4 separate regions of the Mus musculus genome follow, and regions 2, 3 and 4 are each linked to region 1. A link is a contact called in public Hi-C, HiChIP or PLAC-seq and promoter capture Hi-C data. All regions are on one chromosome and are shown on one strand. The core of a region is the stretch at or near the end of the contact, and the rest is flanking DNA. Distances in the headings are between cores, read along the strand shown.

Evidence for each region. A called contact is a pair of places that touch in the nucleus more often than the background predicts. HiChIP or PLAC-seq counts read pairs in DNA pulled down with a chosen protein or histone mark. Capture Hi-C pulls out chosen DNA fragments and counts their contacts.
Region 2: an H3K4me3 HiChIP or PLAC-seq map of the 230-238 cell line shows a contact between it and region 1, with 2.3 times the contacts expected there. The contact joins the promoter of 4930417O13Rik here to the promoter of Lpar5 in region 1. A contact is called at or near these places in 1 of 39 promoter capture datasets (liver), 1 of 15 datasets of contacts at CTCF or cohesin (embryonic stem cells), 2 of 484 Hi-C or Micro-C datasets (the G1E-ER4 cell line and the N1E-115 cell line), 5 of 115 datasets of contacts at active chromatin or transcription factors (the 230-238 cell line, effector CD8 T cells, embryonic stem cells and 2 more) and 2 of 9 other capture datasets (adipose tissue and liver).
Region 3: a promoter capture Hi-C map of adipose tissue shows a contact between it and region 1. The contact joins the promoter of Ltbr here to the promoter of Lpar5 in region 1. A contact is called at or near these places in 4 of 39 promoter capture datasets (liver, neutrophils and pre-B cells), 1 of 115 datasets of contacts at active chromatin or transcription factors (pancreatic cancer cells) and 3 of 9 other capture datasets (adipose tissue, liver and pancreatic islet).
Region 4: a contact with region 1 is called in a Hi-C map of bone marrow-derived macrophages, with 1.6 times the contacts expected there. The contact joins the enhancer-like site here to the promoter of Lpar5 in region 1. A contact is called at or near these places in 8 of 39 promoter capture datasets (the 3T3-L1 cell line, cranial neural crest, embryonic stem cells and 5 more), 5 of 484 Hi-C or Micro-C datasets (the STO cell line, bone marrow-derived macrophages, differentiating embryonic stem cells and 2 more), 12 of 115 datasets of contacts at active chromatin or transcription factors (the SCID.adh cell line, bone marrow-derived macrophages, craniofacial prominence and 8 more) and 5 of 9 other capture datasets (adipose tissue, embryonic stem cells, liver and 2 more).

The regions. Positions count from the first base shown.
Region 1 is chr6:125,066,590-125,071,352 of GRCm38.p6, reverse strand. It overlaps Lpar5 (lysophosphatidic acid receptor 5), which reads right to left and starts at 3,433. Exons shown (of 2, transcript NM_001163269.2): 1 at 3,377-3,433.
Region 2 is chr6:125,263,782-125,268,322 of GRCm38.p6, reverse strand. It overlaps 4930417O13Rik (RIKEN cDNA 4930417O13 gene), which reads right to left and starts at 2,798. Exons shown (of 4, transcript NR_015527.1): 1 at 2,254-2,798; 2 at 1,797-1,923.
Region 3 is chr6:125,311,322-125,315,897 of GRCm38.p6, reverse strand. Ltbr (lymphotoxin B receptor) reads left to right here and starts at 2,013. Exons shown (of 10, transcript NM_010736.4): 1 at 2,013-2,308; 2 at 2,412-2,508; 3 at 2,779-2,904; 4 at 2,988-3,146; 5 at 3,532-3,628; 6 at 3,776-3,855. The coding sequence starts at 2,213. It also overlaps a transcript of Scnn1a not described here.
Region 4 is chr6:124,871,673-124,875,846 of GRCm38.p6, reverse strand. Cd4 (CD4 antigen) reads left to right here. Exons shown (of 10, transcript NM_013488.3): 4 at 2,717-2,878; 5 at 3,167-3,403. Among named protein-coding and RNA genes, the nearest start is that of Gpr162, 9.8 kb to the right of the region's middle. Within about 2 kb of position 1,301, at least 8 of the 459 cell types and tissues checked have an H3K27ac peak or open chromatin away from gene starts, as enhancers often do. A contact at or near this core is called in bone marrow-derived macrophages and microglia, where this site is marked.

The DNA.
Region 1 (4,763 bases), core at 2,184-4,683:
TGGGTGCTGCTCTAAACTGAGATAAGGGAGCGAGCGGGGCAGGGCTCCTTTCTACCACAGGCAGGAAGTAAGAACCCAATGTAAAGCAGGCAGGAGGCTAACTCATGATCTGTCCTGCACACTGTTCCCCATGCTCGGCTCAGAGGAGCCGCCCTCCCCAGCACGCAGCCAATAAGGCAGATGATTGCTGCAAAGGACTCACAATACTGAAGACTTGAAGAGTCCATCTGCCCACCACACTCTCTGTGTCCCTCCTGCCTTCACAGGGCCAAAATTCAGGTCTTTGTGCCCACAATTACCTGTGGGATAGCCTCAGGTCTTTTCTTAGCCCAAACACAAGAAACACTTTTTAAATGCCTAAGTAGCTAGTTGGACTCTTCCTCTGTTTCTGTTGGAAGGATGCTAAGTGGGTCCACCTTTTCTGACAGGCTTAGGTATAAGAATGACATCATACCCATCCACTAAGCTCCCTCCAGGACCCCGGGATGAGAAGCAGGCCTTAGACTTGTCAGCTTTGTCCCAGCCTCAGAGGAGCTGGTATACACCTCTAATGCCAGCACTTGGGAGGCAGAAAGCTGGAAGATCGTAAGTTCCAGGCCTGGTCTGCACAGCCAAGTTCAGACCATGCAAGAAATCTATGTATGAATAAATAAATTAAAAAATAAATAGGGGGCTGGTGAGATGGCTCAGTGGGTAAGAGCATCCAACTGCTCTTCCGAAGGTCTGAAGTTCAAATCCCAGCAACCACATGGTGGCTCACAACCACCCGTAATGAGATCTGAGCCCTCTTCAGGTGCGTCTGAAGACAGCTACAGTGTACTTACATAGAATGAATGAATGAATGAATGAATGAATGAATGAATGAATAAATAAATAAATAAATAAATAATGCATGCCCAGGGTGGTGGTGCACATTTTTCTACATAGTGAGTTCAGGGCAGCAGAGTTAATTACATGGTAAGACTTTCTAAACAAAAGGTGTGCTCTGGACCTCTCTTGCCAGTCAGCTTCCCCTGAGACTGAGGGCCAAGGAAAGATGGAAGGTCTGTGCTCTGGGGAATCCAGAGTGAGGTTGCCCAGCCTAGAGGGAGCTAGAGTCTCTGGGGTCACCAGAAAGAGATTAGAGGCTTCCCATGTATGCCCCAGGTGGCAAAGATAGCCATCCTGTGGTTTCTGGCCCAAGTATAGCTGTTTAGTCAAGGGGTCACCTTTCTGACCAGGGCTGCCCTGCTCTCTGACCAAAATTCTGATTTCAGCCTCTCTGCACCAGAGCCTTTCTCGCCCCGACTTCCAACATCACCCTCACCTCCCTGTCTCGCTCTTGCACATGCACAGTGATTCCCTTCCCTGCGTCTGGCCAGCTCTCCCCAGTGAGCCTTCCCTCTCCTCTCCTACTTCTCTCTTGCTCCCTGAGGTAGGGTTTCACAGATCTCTTACTGACTTGGAATTCGTGACCAGTCTCCTGCCTCAGGCTCCAGGCGTGTTGGGCATATGCTCATCCTTCCAAATACTGGTGTGGGAAAATGTCCCAGAGCTCAGTGGTTAGCTCCCCTGATGTGTAGCTGACAGCTTACCCACCTCTCTCTCCACCCTACCTTCCAAAGCTGGAAAAACAGGAAACAAAGTTCCAACCCAAAAAAAAAAAAAAAAAAACCCAACAACACAGTCACTGCCATAGGTCCAGCTGAGTGCTGAGCTGTGAGCTGTGCCCTGTGTGTGTCTTACCCTTGCTTCAGGCTTAACAGGTCCTGCCCACTCCGAATAATCTCCTGGAGCCTTTTAGGCTGGGTGACCTTACTCTGAACTTCCACCATACCACCGGACTCAGAGGTCCACACCCTTGTATTTTTTTATGCCGGAGATGAACCCAGAGCCTTGTGCACACCAGGCAGATCAAATGCTTGGCCTCTCAGCTACATAAATATTCTCAACAGTTCCCTCTTTTTTGCTGTCTCCTCCTTGGCTGCTATATTATCATTATTATTATTATTATTGTTGTTGTTGTTGTTGTTTATGCTTCTGGACAAAAAAAGGTCTCTGTGCCAGTGGGCTACGCACTGAGAACAGCAGGGTAGGAAGAACTAACGGCATCAGACAGCACAGATTGAGCTAGTGTTAGTGTCTCTTGCTGTTTGGGAAGTGAGGGGGTCACAGTTCCTCACTTCCCAGCCCCCCAGGGCTATGACTTCAGTTTACCATAAGTGAAGAGTTCTGGAAACAGAAGTCTATGTGTCCCTTTCTTGTCACTGAACACCCATAACCATAGGTAGTAGGCAGGCAGTGGCCTGCACCGGTATGGCAAAAGTCCCAGACAGCCTTCCCTGGATTCCCAAATATGCACAATGGCTCATTTCCTCTCCTAGTTGCTCATCAGCCATTCTGTCAAAGCCATGGGGACAGAGAGACCATGCAGCCTGACACCTTTCTGTTACATATGAGCATTTCAGGTTGGAGTAGGGCAGTGCTTCCTCAAGACCCATTAAAATATACCTGGAAGGGCTGGGGTAGCTCAGTGGTAGAATAGCATTCACAAGGGTTTAATCTCTAGCACAGCCCAAAATAGATGAAATAGATCTGAGCTCACACTATAGTTTCATCGTGGCTCACACGTATAGTTTCAACTAGCAGGAAAGCTGACAGGGCAGGGGTGTCCGTGGAGGTTAGGAGTTGAAGACCATGCTAGAAAGCATAATGAGACCTCACTCATCCAAAAGGGTCGGGAAACTGGGGATTGAGCTCGGCCGGTAGAGTGCTTGCCTAGCACGACCTAGGTTTAACCTCCAGCACTTGCATAAACTTGATGCCTGTAACCCCAGGGCTCCAGGGAGAGGCTTCAGGAGTTCAAGGTCCTCCTTGGCTATGTACAGATTTTGAGGCCAACCTGGGCTACATCTCAAAAAGGGGAGGGAACTCAGTGGTAGGGCAAGTGCTTATTAGCATATAGGGCAGTCCATCTCCAGCACCAAATAACAAAATAAAACATACCTTGGTAGCTCGAGTAAGATGCCTTTACCAGTAAACTCTTTAGCCAATTTTACTCAGAGCAGCTCCGTGTCTTCCAGAACAGGACCTGGCCCTGCAGGATGAGTGGGCTTGAGGGGAGCAGACCTCAGGGTCAGCATGAAAACAGGAGTCTAAAGTTTTAGGGCAAGACCCTAAGGTGGCCCACAGTGAGGCTTCAGCCCATCAGGTGTCTCAGGCATGTTGGCTGCCTCTTCAGGCTCCTATGGACAGATCTGTCCACATGGGGCAGCCCCGTTTGCCTTTTCACTGTATCTAAAAGGATTTCCCAGAGCCTACGGCCCACCTACATTCTCCATCCTCACCAATGTCCCCCACTTCTGGTGGTCCAGCCCCATTTGTCACCTCCCCATACCTGTGATCGGTTGCTCTTCCTCTGCCGCTGCCCCAAGCCTGCTTCCGCTGACACTCTGGGCTGGGTTGGGCTGAGCTTCCCTGGTAGGACCTGCTCCTGGGCGGGCCTGACACACCCACCTTACAGATCTCAGAACATCCCTCCCAGCTCCTGCACTCACCCAACCAACCCCACAGAGTCAAAGAGCTTTGACCACAGACACCTTCGCAAACAGGTCAGAGAAGCAAGCTCTAAAAGCCGGTGAAAATCCAACCTTACCCCAGTCACCTAACTCTGCAACTATGGCTCCCAGATGTGCAGTTTCCGGGAACTCTCTCTGCGGCACACCCACCCACTGATACCTGATGACTAACACACACACACACACACACACACACACACACACACACACACACACATCATGATGTTCTCACCTGTCTCCTCCCTGCCTGTCTCTCTTCCTCTCTTGGGTCAGCTAGGTGGTTTAGCAAAAGTGGCTCGTGGTTGTAGCTTCCCCTGCCTGGGGCCTGTTGGTCAGCCAAGGGTTCTCCCTCCTTGCCTGCCTACCAGCACACACCCAGTTCCTCCATCAGAGCAGTTGCCTGACTGGATGCTTCCTCCTCTCCCTCTGTCTGCCTCAGGCTGGGAGCTCCTGGAGGTAGGGGGCTTGTGGTGGTCTCTGTCTGCTCTTCAGGCTGAGCATAGCCCTTCAATGCATATTAGTTAGCAAAGACGGATCTTTTGGAGATAGCTGACAAAGGTATTGTGGTTAAATGAGTTTGACCAACCCTGGATAAAAATCAACGTGAATATTCTGCTGAGTGATAAGCCATGGGTTGATCACTCCTGAAGGCTGGAGGGTGCGTTATACTAGCTGTGGTTTTTTTTCCTTTGTGATGACTGAATATAAGATCTCGTGTATGAGCCGGGCGTGGTGGCGCACGCCTTTAATCCCAGCACTCGGGAGGCAGAGGCAGGCGGATTTCTGAGTTCGAGGCCAGCCTGGTCTACAAAGTGAGTTCCAGGACAGTCAGGGCTACACAGAGAAACCCTGTCTCAAAAACACCAAAAAAAAAAAAAAAAAAAAGATCTCGTGTACGCTAAGCAAATGCTCTGGCACCCAGTCGTACACCCGGGTCTACTGGTTTTGCTTTGTTTTTTGTTTTTGTTTTTTTTTTTAAAGATTTATTTATTTATTATATGTAAGTACACTGTAGCTGTCTTCAGACACTCCAGAAGAGGGCGTCAGATCTTGTTACAGATGGTTGTAAGCCACCATGTGGTTGCTGGGATTTGAACTCTGGACCTTCGGAAGAGCAGTCAGGTGCTCCTACCCACTGAGCCATCTCACCAGCCCCTGGTTTTGTTTTTTAAATTGGGTATTTATTTCATTTACATTTCCAATGCT
Region 2 (4,541 bases), core at 1,549-4,048, 200 kb before region 1:
AAATGGAGATAAAATGGAGGGAGCCTCAATTTGGAAAATGACTCCATAAGATCCAGCTGTAAGGGCTCGAGAGACAGCTCACCTGTTAAGAGCACTGACTTATCTTCCAGAGATCATGAGCTCAATTCCCAGCAACCACATGGTGGCTCACAACCATCTGTAATGGGATCCAATGCCCTCTTCTGATGTGTCTGAAGACAGTGACAGTTTACTCACATACATAAAATATTTTTTTTTTAAAAATCCAGCTGTAAGGCATTCATTGATTGATTGATTGATGTCCCAAGTGTTGTGCCCCCAACCAGCCCCCTCCAATTACTAATTGATGGGGAGGACCCAACCCACTGTGGGTGTTGCCGTCCCTGGGCTGATACCCCTGGACTCTGTAAGAAAGCAGGCTGAGCAAGCCAGTAAGCAGCACCTCTCCATGGGCTCTGCATCAGCTCCTGCCTCCAGGATGCTGCCCTGCCTGAGTTCCTGTCCTGCCTTCCTTCAGTGATGGACTATTATATAGAAGTCAAATAAACCCTCTCCTCCCTAAGTTACTTTTGGTCATGCTGTTCCATCACAGTAATATTAACCCAAACTAGGACTGTGATTCTAGGTTAGGAGGTGTGCACGCTGACTGTAAACAATGATAATACTTCAAAGAATCATGATGACGACATGTAAACCTTTGTTAGACTTACAACAAGTGTTGAAGTAGTTAGGGAGTTTATTCTCACTGGAGTTAGATGTCTGACTAATGGTAATATACTCTTATAATACCAGCACTTAGGAGGCTGAAGCAGGAAGATCAGGTGTTCATAGGCAGCCTAGGCTGCCCAGTAAGTTGAAACGATGTCTAAAGAGACACTGCCCTGTCACGCATCGAAACGCTTTAAGAGAAAATCAAATATACTGGATGTTAAATTTAGATGAGAGATTTAAAATATTTAAGAGACTCCAATGGACTATATTTATAGTGGAGCTTAAATTGTTCAAGCTGAGTTAATAAAATTTTAATTTTAAAAGGACAAATGGGAATGAAGCACAGTGGGAAGTTATTGAACCAACCAGGGCTATGTAGTGAGACCCTGTCTCAAACAAGAAAGAAAGAAAAGAAAGATGGGTCTGCAGAAATGGCCCAGTGTTTATCTATGCAAGGTGTTACACAGCCATCTGAGGGCTGAGTTTGAATCGCCAGCACGTACATATGTAGAGCTTCATAATAAAACAACAAAATGCGTACTTTGAACTTAAAAGGCATAAGGGACAGTAGAATGTTTACTTGATGAACAATAATCTATTCTTTGTCTACAATGTCAGTAATTACTCCCAGACCATTTTTCTCTACTCTCTAATCCCGAACTATACAAACAGCTGGGCGTGGTGGTGTGAATCTGTAGTCTCAGGGCTTGAGAGGAGGAGGAGGCAGGAGGACAAGGGTCTGGGCAGTAAGTACTAAGTCATTGGACTACACAGACAGCCCTTGTCTTAAAAAATAAAAAGGATCAGAGCTGGCAGGGGGTGGCTCACAACCATCCATAATGAGATCTGACGCCCTCTTCTGGTGCGTCTGAAGACAGCTACAGTGTACTTATGCATAATAATAAATAAATCTTTGGGCTGAAGCGAGCAGGGACTGAGCGAGCAGGATTGACCAGAGTGAGCAGAGGTCCTAAAAAAATTCAATGACCAACAACCACATAAAGGCTCACAACCATCTGTACAGCTATAGTGTACTCACATACATAAAATAAGTAAATCTTTAAAAAATAATAATAAAAAGGATCAGAAAACACACAGAAACTCACGTCATCTCTTATTCTAGTCCCTTGCCAGTCCACCACATCCTTCAGCATGGAAATGTGTTAGTCACGTCTCAGCCCCAGAAGTCTCCACACGGCCCGTCCTGAAGTTCGCACTTTCCCACTGGGAACCCTAGGAAGGGTGATATTCTGTTCCACCTGCCCGCCCCGTGCCTTGACCTCCCGGGTTCCTTTACTCTTTGCCTGGAACCCTGACTTCTCATGCTGCTCTCACGCCTGGCAGAGAAGGCAGGAGCTGGTGACTGAGTCGTTCCAGGACACATTTACCAGCCCTGCGTCCTGCGCAGCTCAGTACCTGACACCATTGCTCACATGCTCCCTAGGAGCATCAGCACCGATCCACCCACCCTCCCGGTTACAGCACAGACAGACTCATTCAAAGTCCTTGAGCAGCTCACCCCACTAACAACCAGAGAAGCAGAGGGCAAACAGACATTTATACCTCCAATGGTCCAGTATTTCTTCAGTTCTTTGCCATCTGACTGACTCTTGGATTTTTCCTTGGATTTTCACCTCAGCCTCCTCTGGCCCCGCCTTGCCTGTGTCTATCATTTACAAACCTCCCTAGGCAATAGGCTCATGAAAATGCCCATCCTGGTCTAACTTGTAGGTGAAAGAGAAGAATCAGTTATCCAGTTTTGACATGGGCAAAGCATGAATAAACAGCTCTCCAGTCAGTAAGTACAGGCAAAAGGCATGTGACAAAATGTGACGGTAGCCAGGCATGGTGTCACACACCTGAAGTGTCAGCACTTGGGCTATCCTCAGAGGTCAGCCTAGGCTACCTCAAAAACATTAGAAAAGAAAAAGAGAAAAGAAATATGACCACAGCCTGTGCCCACTAAAGGGGTCCCTGTTCCTTCAGAAGGGGCTAGCCCAAATCCTACAGGAGTGAAGGGTCAGGACATCGAGAGCTCTGTAGACCCAAACTTACACTTCTGCTCAAACTCTCCCAGGCCAGGGAGCCCTCAGAAGCGAAGGCAGTGTGGGAATAATTAGTCAGACACGCTTCCCTTTGTGTCACAGAATCTAACTCGCCATCTATGACTTCAGAGAAGTTACGTGACAACAGCAGCACACGGTGTCATAGCAACACACCTACACGTCCTGCTGCCACCTTCCTGCCCGCAGAGAAAACAGCTGCCTTCTTCAAAAGTCAACACAGCCAGGCACTGTGCCGCTCATCTGCCACCTCCAGCACTTGGGAGGGAGACACGTGGAGTCAGGCTGAGGCTAGCAGAAACTACAGGAGACCCTGTCTAAATAGAAAAATAAGTAACGTAAGCAGCGGGTAGCCTGACATCAGCTGGGTGAAGTGTCACAGTGTCACTTAGTGCTTAGGAGTAGAGACAGAATCAGGTGTTCACGGTCATTCTTAGCCACAAAATCAATTTGAGGCCATCCTGGAATACATGAGACACTGGTTTTTTTTAATTAATTAATCAACTAATTAATTAATTTAAAAAACAAAGGAACCAAGAGTGCATATCTTTAATCCCAGCACTGGGGAGGCAGAGGCAGGCAGTTCCCTGTGAGTTCAAAGTTAGCCTGGTTGACAAAGCAAGTTCACGGACAGGCAGAGCTCTCTTTCAGAGAAACCCTGTCTCAGAAACAAAACAAGAAAAAACTAGGGGAGGGGGGAATTCCACTTACCATAGCATCAGAAAGATTAAAACCTTACCAAGAAAGTCAACAAATAAATTGTAAGACTTCTACAATGAAAAGTCACAAAACATTGTTTAAAGGCATTTAGTACTAAATATATCAGAAGATTTGGTGTTCATGGGTTGGAAAACCTGATTGTGTTATTGTGATAATTCTGCCAACTCCCACCAGTGAGTCCAAGACAATGCCTATAAAAATTTCAATTGCCCCTTTTTGCAGAAATGAAACTGATCCTAAAAGTCATACGGCGATTCAAGAGGCACGGAATAGCCAAAATACTTTAGAGAGGCCAGAAAGATGGTTCAGCAATTAAAGACATTTGCCACCAAGCCTGGCTACCTGAACTGAATCCCTGGGACCTCCAACGGTGGCAGGAGAGCATCAACTTCTGTAAACTGACCTCTGACCTCCACATACGTGCCGCGACACACTCCCACCCACACCACACACAAAATGAGTGAACAAATTAGTGTAAAAACAAAACATTATTTCAGAAAAGATCAAAACCCACTAACTCATTCTTTCCAGTTTCCTTTCTCTTCTCTTCTGAGACAGGTCTCGCTATGTAGCGCAGGCTGAACTTTTACTTACAGTAATCCTCCTGCCTCTGCCACCTTACTGCTGGGATTACATAAGCATACAGTACCACTCCGAGTTTATACTTCTTGATGTCAAAACTTACTATAAAACTGTAATCAAAACTGTGAGAGCGACATAAAGATGGACATAGATTAATGGAATAAAACTGAGAGTCCAGAAATCAAGCCATAGGCCAATTGATGGTTACCAAGACCCTCCAGTGTAAGAATAGTTTTCTTCTGACTTCAGGCACTGAGACACCGCTCAGCAGTGAAATACAAGAATTAAAACTACAGGCTGGGCGTGGTGGCGCACGCCTTTAATCCCAGCACTCGGGAGGCAGAGGCAGACGGATTTCTGAGTTTGAGGCCAGCCTGGTCTACAAAGTGAGTTCCAGGACAGCCAGGGCTATACAGAGAAGCCCTGTCTCGGAAAAAAAAAGAAAGAAAAGAAAAGAAAAGGAAAGAAAAGAAAAAAAGAATTAAA
Region 3 (4,576 bases), core at 764-3,263, 250 kb before region 1:
AGACAGGTCACAAGTGAAAGCTAAGTAAGACAACATGGAGGCTCCTAATTCTCTCTCTCTCTCTCTCTCTCTCTCTCTCTTTCTCTCTCTCTGAATAGTACATGTGAATTTTCCCTAATAAAACATTAAAAAAAAAAAAAAGAAATAGTGAAATGTATCTAGGGCCGCTCCCCACCCACCCGTTCCTTTATGCTGTTAAGAGATCCAAGTGAGTCAAGCCCCTGCCCCAACTCCCTGAGCCCAGAAGGAAGAGAAATCAGAGGTCTGCTATTCAGTATCTCTACCACTGCCAGGGAACCTGGGACAATTGAGACAGACAGGTACCAGCAGAGTGGAGCTGCTGGGCCAGCACCCAGGGAGGGGACAGCACAGAGTGACTATCAAGAGCCCAGGCAGCAGTTAAGAGCATCAACTGCTCTTCTGAAGGTCCTGAGTTCAATTCCCAGCAACCACGTGGTGGCTCATAACCACCACTAAGGAGATCTGACTCCCTCTTCTGGAGTGTCTGATGATAGCTACAGTGTACTTACATATAATAATAAATAAATCTTTTTTTTAAAAAAAGTATACACTTAAAAAAAAAAAGCCCAGGCAAGTTCCCCCCCACCCCGCCCCGCTCTGTTCCCCCCTCTCCCCAGGTCTTCTCTAAAACTCAATCCCTTGCCAGCATTTCGAGGCTCCACCGAAAGCCTGTCTGGATATCTGATCCACCATGGAAAAGGTCAGTTCTCAGGTGAGCTATTGCAAGAGAAGGCTTTCCCTCATTCCAAATGAGAGTCCAACCCCACCCCCCACCCCCGAGTCACAAGGGAGGCAGGACAGATGTTGCCATGGGCTGGGATCTGAAAATCAGATCTGGACTGCAGTTAAGTTCTTCCAGAGTGGCTAAGCGGTGTGGACAGCCTTCATTTACACAACGAATATGTACCTGGCCAGTGGCATAAGCCAGATCATGCTAGACTCCGTGAGCCTAGACTAAATAGCCAAACCAGGCCACGGGCCAGCCAATAGCCTAGTAAGGAGCACAGGGCAGACATTAGGGTTCCTTGGGGGCTCCATGGCTGTTTTCTTAATAGAAATTTAGAGGGGTGTGTGTGTGAAGGGGGCTGGGGGGGGGGGTTGGGAATCAGTAGACGTGGGAAAAAGGGGTGTCACATACTTCCAGCAGCTCTGGGCTATTAATGGCAGGAAGAAAAGGCCCACCAGGCTTAACGATCTTGGAACCCTGTGCACCGCTGCCTGGCACCCTGGGCAGGTCTTCTCTAGAAAGTAAGGTACCTACACTGGCTGGGCTCTCAGGTCCCTCGGTTTAAGAGAGTTATAGGCTTATGTGCACACACGCTGGAACTAGGCTACCCAGCCCCAGCCCAGAAGCCCCCACTCACCAGGACCTGGGTTTACACACGCCCACCCTTCCGTGAGAGAGGTCCCAGAGGAGAGGACAGATTCAGGGCCAGCTGAACTCTCTCCAGTGTCTTGTGGTGTGCGCCCTGGTGTGTGGCGTGGGTGGGCTTGTTACTGTGGAAGCTTCTTTTTAAAAAGTCACAGAGTGGAGCAGGCCCTCAGTCTCTGCCAAGTGGGATGCCTGGCCAGACGCTGGCTGCATCTGCTAACCACCTCTGGGTATCCTGGCTGGGTGCACTGTCAATCCCTGGCGCCTCCTCTTTGCAAATCTGACACCCAGCTGTCCACAGCTCTCTGCCTCAACGTCCACGGCAGGTCAACCAAGTCAGCTCTGCCTCGGGCTCTCGGAGGTGGGCCTGACTGATGGCTAGCCACTGTCTCTGCTGCCCCCCTTTCGGCCAGCAAGCGATCCTAATCCGCAATCCCCTCTGAGAGCCAGGCTTCCGAAGAAAGGTGGAGGCCGGGTTCCGGGCCTGCAGCTCTCACGTGCTTTCCCGGCCACCCCCTCCCGCCCTGCGTCGAGGCGGCCAAGCCTGTTCCTCTTCCCCCCCCCCGTCGCGATTGCGACAGGCCGGCCTCTGCTCCCAGGGCTCCCTGCCCCCGCCCCCGGCCGGCTCGCTCCACTCCCACTTCCTGAGCCCGGCGCTGGAGCCCTGGAGGCCAGGCCCGGCCGCTCCCGGCCCCCGGGGGCACGTCGGCCCAGCCGCCAGGCTTGGGAAGTCGTGGCCAACGCTGCTCAGGACGTCCGGGCTTCCCACCTTCCTCCTAGGACTCCACCCGGTCTGGTCAGCCGAGCCGAAAGGCCGCCATGCGCCTGCCCCGGGCCTCCTCTCCCTGCGGCCTGGCCTGGGGGCCACTCCTGCTGGGACTCAGCGGGCTTCTGGTGGCCTCTCAGCCCCAGCTGGTGAGGGAGGGGCTAGGTGGGATGGACCAGGTTTCTCTCTAGCCCTTCTGCCCTCCAGAGCTGACCCTGCCTCATTCTTCTCTTTCTCCGCCTCCTCTGGAAGGTGCCCCCTTATCGCATAGAAAACCAGACTTGCTGGGACCAGGACAAGGAATACTACGAGCCCATGCACGACGTCTGCTGCTCCCGCTGTCCCCCAGGTGAGAACAGTGGCTCCAAGTGGCTTGGGTGGTAGAGGTGAGCCAGAATGAGCCAGCACTGCTAAAACTAGCCAGGAAGGAGAGTCTACGAAGCATTAGCATTGTCCCACGGACACTGAGATTTGAAGAGGTAGCGGCATGTAGCCATGAAGACAGGATGGGGACAAAGAGACCAAGGAGAGGCTCCGAGGCATGCAGCAAGCAGAGGCAGCGGACGCAGAGATGGACTTCTTGTCTCCTGATAACCCTCTTTCCCCATTCGCCTCATAGGCGAGTTTGTCTTTGCGGTATGCAGCCGCAGCCAAGACACGGTTTGCAAGACTTGCCCCCATAATTCCTATAATGAACACTGGAACCATCTCTCCACCTGCCAGCTGTGCCGCCCCTGTGACATTGGTAAGTGGGGACTCATCTGGATCTGCATGATGGGTACGACTGGGAGGGCCAGCTCCTCTCTGACTCTTCCCTCTCCCTGACAGTGCTGGGCTTTGAGGAGGTTGCCCCTTGCACCAGCGATCGGAAAGCCGAGTGCCGCTGTCAGCCGGGGATGTCCTGTGTGTATCTGGACAATGAGTGTGTGCACTGTGAGGAGGAGCGGCTTGTACTCTGCCAGCCTGGCACAGAAGCCGAGGTCACAGGTCAGAGGTCACTGAGGGCAGCCAGTAAAGGGAGGCTGGGCATCAAGGGCAAGGAACGTGATACTGTGCGCATGGTGCTTCTCCCCACTGGTACTGTGAGTGTGGTACCTCTGCCCACTGGGAGAACCATAAAGAATCTATCAGTCCTTGAAAAAGGCTCACAGGAGGGGGTCTGCCAAGACATGAACTGGTATGAGGAGCTTAGAAGGTAGCTCCCTCCTGTCAGCCCTGGGGAAGCTTGGGCAAAACGGCAGGCTGCAAAGCCAAGCTTGGGAAAGGTAGCAACTACAGAGCAGAATGGTTGGCAAAGAGGGGACGTAAAGGAAGGCCACCGAGTCCTCACACTTACCCACTCACCCCCACTGGCCTGCCTTTCTTTTGCCAGATGAAATTATGGATACTGACGTCAACTGTGTCCCCTGTAAGCCGGGACACTTCCAGAACACTTCCTCCCCTCGAGCCCGCTGTCAACCCCATACCAGGTGAGAGGGCCCTTCCCCCACTCACCTCCAGGAAACCCAAGGGTTGTCATCTCCTCCATCCTTGACTTCCGGCCATCCCGACCATGTGTTCCTGGAGCCAGTCACCAAGGGGAGCAGGGAGAAGCTCACAGTCTTGTTTCTCCACAGATGTGAGATCCAGGGCCTGGTGGAGGCAGCTCCAGGTACCTCCTACTCGGATACCATCTGTAAAAATCCCCCAGAGCCAGGTAAGACACCGGGCTGAGGAACACAAGGCAGGGTCGGTCTGGGAAGATGCCTCAGCCCCCCTCATCCACAGAAACAGGGAACAGTGCATCTTTCTTCCCAGGGTTAGACAAAGTCAGAAACATTTCTTCTGAAGAAATCAGAAGGAGGTAGCGTGTAGTTCCATGGTTAGAACGCTTGCTTGGGATACATAAGACCCTGAGTTTGGACCAAAAGAAAAAAAACGAAAACTTGGAAAGGCAGGTGTGGTGGTGCACCCTTGTAATCCCCAGCGCTTGAAAGGCTGCGGCAGAAGAATCAAGAGTTTGAGGCTAGCCTTGGCTACAGAGTGAGCCTGTCTCCATAGAGGGCCTGGAGATTAGAACATCCCTAGACTCTTTTCTTACACTTTCAAAATTATACATATTATGCCAGGAAACATTCCTGTGCTGTGACGTAATTCTAACCGGCTTCATCACTATGCTTGGATGCGATTCCGTCATAGCCTTCCTTCACTAATTGAATACCTCGTTGTTCACTTACACACATCTGTTGGAGACATGCTCCCCCACTGGGCTCTTTCTAGGTTTTCTTGTTTCTTGGTTTCTGTCTTCGAGGAAACCCACTAGTTTCCCAGCCTGGTGGTTGACTATAAGTTCTTCTGATGACTCTAATCGCTACTAATTGGCAGAATGTAGTAACATTTTTGAGTGACCAGACTTTTGTAATTATAGCTTCCACATC
Region 4 (4,174 bases), core at 52-2,551, 190 kb after region 1:
GCTAGGGGAAATGATACCTCCTTTGGTTAACATGGGAACCGGGCACATATACATACGTGTTGTCAAAACACTCATACATGCAAAAGAAATCTTTTAAAAACGTATTATTTATGCTAGGTGGTGGTGGTGCACGCCTTTAATCAGAGCAGTCAGGCAGAGGCAGGTAAACTTTTGAGTTGGAGGCCAGCCTGGTCTACAGAGTGAGTTCCAGGACAGCCAGGGCTGCACAGAGAAACCCTGTCTGGAAAAACTGAAAAAAGAAAAAAAAAAAGAAAAAAAAAAGACTTATTATTATCCCTCCAGTGAGTGAGTGTGTTCAGAGGACAGCTTTTGAACTCAGCTCTCTGCTTCTGCCTTTGTGCAGGTTACACTGAAGTCGCACCCCACCCCACCCCACCCCATCATACTCACTTTTGGTGGTGGTGGGATAGAGGCTGAACCCAAGACCTCATGTCTACTAGTCAAGTTCTCTACCACTGAGCTACATTCTTCAGCCAGGCTTTTAAGACTTAGTCCAACACTGCTCTCCTCCAGCAATTTGTCTCAGATTTGCCCATTCTCTTAGATACCCTATACTCTTTTGAATCGAGTTTTCAGATTACAGGGCATCATAGACAATCGCATCATGATTTTCTTCATCAGGAAGGCAAGCAGGAGGGCTTATTTTAGGAGAGAGGCGATACGCATTACTTTGAACAGGTTACTCTGGTGTGGTGGAGGTTGTTGAAACACAGCTAACTATTCCTTGGGCTACAGGAAACACAAGCCTAGAGGCGAGCAGAAGGCTGGGCTGGGAATCTCATCTGCAGTGAATGATGGAGCTATTTAGGGGAAGTCAGAATGGATGTAGAAACAGGGAAGCAGAGCAGAAGATAGTTAGGGCAACACCAGACAATAGTCTGAGGTCAAGACCAGCAAAGGGAACTAAGGTGTGAAGGGGAGAAAGAAAGGGTGAAAGGGGGTGAGACCGGTCAGCAGGTAAGGGCACGTCCCACCAAGTCTGGTGGCCTGGATTCGATCCATTTGATCCCTGAGCCCCACACAGTGGAAGGAGAGAAACACACACACACACACACACACACACACACACACACACAGAGGCGGGGTGGGCAGGGAGAGGATGGAGGGAGGGGGAGGGGAAAGGGTGGAGGGAGAAGGAGAGGGAGAGAATCTGAGTAAGCTACTCCTCCAAGTCTGGTCAGTTGTGAGAAGAACGGAGAAATGGATTATGGAGCTGCCACTGCACACAGGGAGCTGAAAGAGGAATTTCCTCTTGTAATCAGTTTGACAGGAACTGAAACCACCTCAGAGATCGGTCCCAGGGAATGGGGAGACTTTTTAGCCTCTGGGCATGACTGTGAGGGCTTCTCTTGATCAGGTTCTGGTGGAGGAACCAGCCCACTGTGGGAACAGGAAAAAAAAAATCCAAACACCAAAAATCAGAAAACAAAAACAAAAAACAAGACCCCAGCTGAGTGCAAGAATCAGTTCACCATACTCTGCCTCCTGCTGGTGCATAGGATAAGATCAGCTGCTTTAACTCCTGTTGTCTTGGGTTGAGCCATGATGGACTGGACCCTGGAACCTCGAAATTCCCTCTCTTAGGTTGCCTTTGTCAGGGTGTTTTATCATAGCAATAGGAAAAGAACATAAGACAGAGACCAGACCAGGAGGTATGGAGACGGTGTAGTTCCGACATACAGCCTCCTTAATAAGTGTGAGCCCTTGGGATCAGTCTCTAGCATGAATGAGGAGGATGGGAGGAGAAAGGAGGGAAGGAAAAAACAGAGCCCGAATTCATGCTGAAGGAGCTTTCCAGAGACAGCATTGCAGAGTGTACATACGGGACTCAAACTTTAAGCTCCACCTCTTACAGATGTCAAAAGTGTATAGGTAGAAAAGGGATGTGGCAGGGGCGGGGGGAGGGAGCCCTGAGTTTAAGGCCAGCCTGGTCTACAAAGCCAGTTCCATGACAGCCAGCACAACATAGAGAAACCCTGTCTGGAAAAACAAAACAAACAAGCAAACAACAACAACACAAAAATAGAAAACAAAACAAAAAAAGTCATTATGGGGTAGAGGTTGTCAGGGGACAATTTGTGGGAGTTTGTTTCTACAAAGGTCCTGGGAATTGAGCTAAGGTCACCAGGTTGAAAGTGTTTACTCACTGAGGTGTCAGGTAAGTTTTGTAGCCCAAACTGGCCTTGAACTCTCAAATCTTCTTTCTTCAACCTCCTGAGGCCTGACTGAGATTAGAGGTATACACCACCACACAAGATTGAAGTATTATTTACTTTACCATCCTCTGGGGAAGGCATTTAGTTCTGAATGGTCATTAATAGTTCTAATTCATGGGACAAATTACTAAGATGTATGAATTCGAGCCATTGTCTCAACCCTGAGTGATAGCGTCCATATCTGCCAAACAGTCTGTATTCTCAGGAATTATTGTGAAGATCATGGTAGATGGTATGTACAGTGTTCAGTTTGTAAGAGTGGTTGCTCCCCAAATCAGCAGAGTATCTTATGGTATTTTTGAGCTAGTGGGATACTGTTCCCACCATGTAAATAGACATTGGTGGGCCTTCTCATCAGTTCAGAGTCCTTCATGAGGGTGAATTAAAGACTGCCAACTCAGACCAGCAGAGTTGTGGGCACTCTTTTCAGCAGAGGTGCCAGGGCACCTCAACTTCTTTTGTATGGCTTCGATTTGCAGGAGGTTCGCCTTCGCAGTTTGATCGTTTTGATTCCAAAAAAGGGGCATGGGAGAAAGGATCGTTTCCTCTCATCATCAATAAACTTAAGATGGAAGACTCTCAGACTTATATCTGTGAGCTGGAGAACAGGAAAGAGGAGGTGGAGTTGTGGGTGTTCAAAGGTGAGTCGGGCAGTCTTGGGGTATAGACATCTCCTCCTCTTCCCTTCCATGCTCACACCAAAACCAGGTCCTGAACTGATGATATTTCAGACCACAAGTGGGTCAGAGTGTTCCTCTTGGTTAATGGGGGATGCGGTGGGAGGGGACCCCTACCTTATGCTGGGCATGGCCAGCTGGGAGTTGGGAGGGGAGGCACTGTTGAAAGACAATGATGGAGAGACACTGTTGTTCTTTCTCCCTCCATCCTTGGGGATGGTGTGTGATGCAGGTACTCTGCTTCCTCTACAGTGACCTTCAGTCCGGGTACCAGCCTGTTGCAAGGGCAGAGCCTGACCCTGACCTTGGATAGCAACTCTAAGGTCTCTAACCCCTTGACAGAGTGCAAACACAAAAAGGGTAAAGTTGTCAGTGGTTCCAAAGTTCTCTCCATGTCCAACCTAAGGGTTCAGGACAGCGACTTCTGGAACTGCACCGTGACCCTGGACCAGAAAAAGAACTGGTTCGGCATGACACTCTCAGTGCTGGGTAAGAGGCTACACACCCTTCAGCTTCCTTCCTGCTCAGGAATTCCTGGGCCTCACTCTGCTCTTCTGTTGGTTCCTGGCTCTCCTGGAGGGAGTGACGGGATGGCTCTTGATCCTTCTCTAGCTGAGGTCTATGCTGAGGGCCCTTCCCCCTTAGGGAGTGCAGTCCAGCAACCAAGGGAGTATACAAGAGGGAAGTGTGGGAAGTAGGAGGTGAGAGTAAGGGACACCTATTGTCCTGGTCTCTGACCTTCACTCCTACTAGTGGACAAGTCCGTAGAATCAGGAATACTACAGTCACAAACGAGTCACATAGGCACCTGCATTGCATCTCTGTATCCCGAGCTAGGCCCCATGGGAAGACTGGGGGCCCTGATACAGGTCCTGTGTGTAGTATTGATTTAAGTCCCAGTTCTGCCCCAGCCATGAACATCTGTTTCATTATTTTTAATTTTGAAGAGATTCCTCTCTCCAAACCCTCTCATGTACCTTCACCAACTCTCTTTCAAATTCATAGCATCTTTTTGTTTGTTTAGAACACACACACACACACACACACACACCCACTTGCTTAGTCTGTATAATGTTGCTTGTACGTACACATTTTTTACAACGCTGATCTTTTGTTATTAGATAGCCAATTAGTGTGCTTTTCCTGGGGAAGACTTTTTTTTTTTGGTCTGAGGTTGAGGCCTCCTGAGTTTTCCCCCTGGCTCAGGTCATGTTTAGGAAGCCATGTTGGTCATGAGAGCTTGTAGGTGTAGTTTCTGAC